Linked DNA regions of Callithrix jacchus: region 1 is linked to region 2. Evidence: chromatin contacts called from public Hi-C data. All regions are on one chromosome and are shown on one strand. The core of a region is the stretch at or near the end of the contact, and the rest is flanking DNA. Distances in the headings are between cores, read along the strand shown.

What was found. A called contact is a pair of places that touch in the nucleus more often than the background predicts.
Region 1: a contact with region 2 is called in a Hi-C map of skeletal muscle, with 5 times the contacts expected there. The contact joins the enhancer-like site here to the promoter of MATN1 in region 2. A contact is called at or near these places in 2 of 3 Hi-C or Micro-C datasets (induced pluripotent stem cells and skeletal muscle).

Annotation. Positions count from the first base shown.
Region 1 is chr7:67,565,905-67,568,604 of calJac240_pri, reverse strand. No RefSeq gene overlaps it. Among named protein-coding and RNA genes, the nearest start is that of SDC3, 35 kb to the right of the region's middle. Within about 2 kb of position 1,339, at least 2 of the 16 cell types and tissues checked have an H3K27ac peak or open chromatin away from gene starts, as enhancers often do.
Region 2 is chr7:67,375,667-67,378,506 of calJac240_pri, reverse strand. It overlaps MATN1 (matrilin 1), which reads left to right and starts at 1,375. Exons shown (of 9, transcript XM_035308458.3): 1 at 1,375-1,406; 2 at 1,800-1,870. The coding sequence starts at 1,375.

The DNA.
Region 1 (2,700 bases), core at 90-2,589, 190 kb before region 2:
AAACAACTATAGTTGCAACCAATCAAATACTTGATTTTACTTCTGCTCTTATTCCATACATAATTGCCTCTGATGATTTGTCTCGGGAACATTAAACCTCTTCTGGTTTGGTGTTTCCCAGTTCATGAAGTGCTTTTCACTCAAAGAAGCTCTTTAAACTTATCTGTGGGATCTAACCATCAAAACAATTGAACTCATGGGGATAGACAGTGGAAGGATGGTCACCAGATGCTGGAAGGCCAGTGACAGGGGAGGGGAGAGGGGGGATGACAGTTAACGGTAACGACAAAAAAGAAAGAACAATCAGACCCAGCATTTGATGGTACAACAAGTTGACGACAGTCAATCATCTTTTTTTCCTCACTCTCTTGCCCAGGCTGGAGTGCAGTGGTACAATCTTGGCTCACTGCAACCTCCACCTCCCAGGTTCCAGCTATTCTCCTGCCTCAGTCCCCCTGGAGTAGTTGGGAATACAGGCACACATCACCACCTCTGGCTAATTTGGGTATTTTTAGTAGAGACAGAGTTTCACCGTGTTGGCCAGGCTGGTCTTGAACTCCCAGCCTCAAGTGATCTGCCCACCTCGGCCTCCCAAAGTGCTGGGATTACAAATGTGAACCACTGCACCCAGCCTAGTCAATAATAATTTAATCACACATTTAAAAATAACTAAAAGTGTGTAATTGGATTACACTTCCCGGTGCTCCCAGACCCCAGGGTGGAAACATGTCCTTAGACAGGGCTGGACCAGCGACTCTCAGGGGCTGAGCTGACCTGTTCTAGGGTCCCGGCAGCCACTTGCCCCCTCCCTGCAGAAACTCAGACTCTCACTTCCAGTGGGGCTAGGTGGGGTATCCCTGCCCTTCCACCTCAGGCCTGGGGTGAACCAGACAAGGAATGACTTAAAAATAGTGGTCTGGGGTTCCAGCTACTCAAGAGGCTGGGGCAGGAGGATCTCTTGAACCCAGGAGATAGAGGCTGCAGTGAGCTGTGATTGTGCCACTGCACTTCAGCCTGGACAACACAGGGAAGCCCTGTCTCTAAAAACAACAATAACAAAGGCACAGTGGTCTGCTGCGTGTGACTGTGAGCCCCAGTGCCGGGTGCTGCCCTGTGTTGCCTTCTTTACTTCCCTCTAGCCCCGGGAGCTGCCACTGACCCTAACTTTCATGGGAGGAAACTGGCCCTGGCCACTGGGCTAGAAGGGGCAGACCCAGCATTTGAGCCCGGAGTGCCCCAGGTGTCTCTTCGGAGCCAGTGCTGCCAGGGCAGCTGCTCTTTCCCTCCGCCATGGCCAGCAGCAGGGCTGCCCGAAGGGAATTCACTGTGGCTGCCGGGATCTGATCCCTTTACAGATGAGGAGACTGAGGCCAGGGGGGCACCTGAGGCCAGGGGGAGCATCCGTTCAGGGCACACAGGGGGTGAGGGCAGTGCTGGGGTGCCCCCTGGGTGCAGTCGCTTGCCTGTTGTCTGTCTCCCACCCTTGGTGGGTGTTCTCAGTGTCCAGATCTGTGCCCAGCCCTTGCTGGGTCTCAATAACTCTAGGTTGAAGTTTGAATGTGGGTCCAGCAGTCTCGAAAATCTAAAAAGCCAAATACACAAACATGACGCATTACATATCTCAATGACAGCTGTGCTCAGAGAGGGTGACCCAGTGGTCAGGTTCCACAGCCCTGGGGAAGAGAGATCTCCCCCCACAGGCCCTGGTCACTCCCATTCTCCCCCTACCCCACCTCCTAGAGGCAGCTGAGCTGCTCTAGCCTCAGGGTGAGGTGAGAAAGAAAATGTATTTTTAGGGAGGCTTATTTTTGATTCCAGGAAAATGATTCCAAATGAGCAGTTTATTCCCAGGCACGGGGGTGTGTTCCTGGAACGGCTTCTGGGGCAGTGCCCTCCTCCTGTCCTCCCCTCTCTCCTCCCCTCCTCTGTCCTCATCCAGCTTCCCTGTTCCTGCACAGAGAAGAGGGCAGGTGTGTGAGCATAGCTCCTGGGCCTAGGCTCCGCCAACGGTCATTTCCTAGTCCTGTGACCTTTGATGGCCAGGGTGGGACAGCCTGTGGGTCTGAATGAAGATCTTGCGGGGGAGGGGGCTTATCCTAAGAGCTTTGTAAACAACAGAGCAGATGGTCCAGGAGAAAGGAGTGGAAGAGAGAAAGCCCCCAGGACAAGGAGTGAAGCGACCTGGGTTCTAGTCCCAGTTCTGCCACAGGCTGACTGTGTGACCTTGGGGTTAATCACATTTCCTTTTCAGGCCTCAATTGTTTTCTCTGTGAAATGGGCAGTTAAAGTAGGCCCTGCCTGCTCTGTCCATTCTAGATCACAGGGAACAAGCTTCCAGAATGTTCTCAGCCTCATCCATGCATGATGCCAGGATGAAGCATCAAGCTGGAGCTCAGGACCTTGGAGTCTCTCCTGCTGGGTGGGGCTCAGCCACTGCAGGACCACTTCAGAGCACCCAATTCTCCAAGGCCTGCCTGCGTGGCCCAGGAGAGATGTCACCACCACCACCATGCAGTCTTTCTAGATTCTCTCTGAGAGGAGGTAGGTCCTCTCTGGCCAGACTCCCTCTGTTTTTTTCTTTGTTTTTGTGGGACAAAATCTTGCTCTGTTGCCCAGGCTGGAGTGCAGTGGCATGATCTTGGCTCACTGCAGCCTCTGTCTCCCAGCTTCAAGTGTTCTCATGTCTCAGCCTCCCGAGCA
Region 2 (2,840 bases), core at 126-2,625:
CCCTACACTGGCTGGGTGGCTTCGGGTAAGTCAGTGAACCTCTCTGGGCCTCAGTTTCTCCATCTGACAAATGGGCCAACAGACTCAGATCTGCTGACCTCACAGGTTTATTGGGAAAGCAAAGGAGACAGAGTGGTAGTGTGAGTAACTGAGCCATGTCAAGGGTGGAACGGATCGTTGTCATTAGTGCTGGAGAGTGTGGTAGCCGTGAGTTGGGTCTGCTGCACCTGGCAATCGCTTTTTGTCTGTACATTTCCTTTGACTGAGGTAGAATTTACACGAGTGAAGTGCATAGGTCCAAAGTCTTAGAATTCTTCCCCTGGAGCAATGACAATCCTTCAACCCATCTCCCCCTCCATCCTCCTATTGCCCCTCACATGGTCCCAGTGAGGCAGGCAGACCAAGAGCTACCATTCCCACTGCACCATAGCAAGCTGAGGCTCAGAGAGGTTAAGTCACCAGCTCCAGGTCACACAGCCAGTTAGGAGCAGAAGTGGCTTTGAACCTGGATCTCTCAGGTAGCCAAGCCCATGCTCTTTCTGCTCTATCTCATGAACTACTGGATCCTAATGGAATGAAAGGGGTCGTTCCTGGTTATGCCTCTTTATTTACAAGGTTTATCTTGGCCTTCTCTGCACTGGACCTGATGCAGAGATGAATCCACTGGTTCACAGGTGAGGTGGGCCAAGCAGGGATGCACATGGGGAGGAGGTGCGCATGGAGGAGGCACCTCCATCATGCTACACCAAGACAGCAGCGTGGCTGAGAGCACAGGCCTGGAGCTCTGTACTGGCAATAGCGCTTCTTAGCTGTGTGACTTCAGACAACTTCCTTCAGCTCTCTGTTCTTTAGTTCCTCTGGGAAATGGAGATAATAACAGTAGCTGCTTTACAAAGTGGTCATGGGGATTAACTGAGAAACCTCATCTAACTCCTCTGCTCCTTGACTGAACCCCAGGAAGTATGTGCGGTTACCATGCCTAGTTTCCAGATGAGGAATCTGAGACATGAGAGGTGAAGTCACTTGCCCATAGTCACACAGGTAGTTTGCGGATATAGCAAACTCAGGTGACGTGGCTCCAGAAATTCTGTGCTCTTAACTGTGGTTTCCATTGCCCTGCCCGTACTGAGTGACGGTACATGTTAGCCCTCATTATGACCTTGAAAGATTCTGCAAGGCAGAGAGTTAGCGAGGGGTAAGGACTCTGGGCAGGTGGCCCTGCAGGTGCGATGGCCTGGAGGCCTTTGGGGAGAATCCGGGGGTAGCTGGGGAGCAGGGTGTGTGTGGTGAGAAGGGCACAGTGAAGCCGGGGCAGAGGCAGTGCATTTCATGAGAAACTTGGGGTTGTGGGTTGGGGAAGGATTTGGGTGTGGGATGACGGTGCGGGGCTGGGCCGTTGGACTCAGGTATGCCTGGGCTTGGGGTGGAGCTTCAAGGCAGCGCTGGCTCCAGCCCCTGGAGGAGCCACCCCCTCCACCCACCTGAGATTTCCCAAATTCCAGCTGCGGCTCTGGTTGCTTCTACAGGCAAAGGAGGCCTTGTGGTCGGAGGGGCCTCTGGAGCCCGGGCCAGGCGCTCCCGCCCTCTCAGGGCACACACACCTCCATTCAGCCGGAGCCCCGCCCCTGGGGGGCTGGGGGCCAGGGCGGGCTGCCCCCACGTCAGTCATCAGTTGGGGGCCACCTGACCCAGAGGCTGGGCGGGCAGTGGGGTTGATAAGACTGGACCCCACTGGCCCCCACCACTGTGCCGGCTGCTGCCCTTGCTGCCAGAACCATGAGGGGCCTCTCTGGTCCCAGGATCGTGCTCTGTGGCCTGCTGCTACTGCTCCAGGCTCCTTGCAGCCCGGGTCTCGCCCTCCAGTCCAGAGGTGAGGGGGCAGGTGTGAGATGGGGACACTGAGCGAGTGCGCCCTGACCATCAGCACTGTGGGCTGGGTACTAAGATGGCAGGGAGCAAATGGGATCCAGGATGGGGAGGGGGGCAGGGAGGCAGTGTGGGCAGCAGGCTGATGCCAAAGCAGACAGGGCCGGTGGTGCTGATAAGGGTCGGGACAGGGGTGCTCCTCAGCCCTCAGGGACCATGCACGTGGCAGGGACCGTGGTCTTCCAGGTCTCTGGGGAGCAGAAGATATTCAGAGAGCTGGCTGGCCTCTGGAGTTGCACCAAGCCCAGGGCAGAGCCCATGGCTCTTTGATGACAGCAGACCTGGGATGCCAAGAACTCATTCCCCCTTTGCGGGTCCTTCCAGCCCTGGGTTCCCGCGGGGCAGCATCACCCTCCAGAGTTTCAGGTTTGGGCACTGAGTCCTGGAATGCTCATTCTTCCTGTACAGATGGGGAAACTGAGGCCAGAGAGGGCCTAAGACCACAGAGTGAGATAGCCCCAGAGCCTCTAGGCTCCTGATCTACTGCTGTGTGGTGTGGCCAATTGCCTTCCCTTCTTTGGGTCTCAGTTTCCCCATTTGTAGCCTTAGCTAATAGAGAGCAGGGAACCAGCTGCAGGGTGGTTTCTAAGGTCTCCTAAGGAACTCTGACGCCCAGAGTCCCAGTCTAGTGCATGTGAGAGTCCGCAACTTGGGGGTTGGGATGGCCCTGCCCTTTCCTCTTTCGGATCAGCTCTGCTCAGTACAAACTTGCCATGTGATGGGAGGGAAGGGTTTTTGCAATGAGCCCCTCCTGACTGCAGGCCCAGGCCAGTGACTGTCATGCAGTAGCTTTATTCACTCCACTGGACATGTGAGATCATGGAAGCTCATAAAGGTGCAGTGATCTGCTCAGGACCCCGCAGAGTGGCTGAGCTAGGATCTGACCCCAGGCCTGAACTCACTTCTACCCTGCA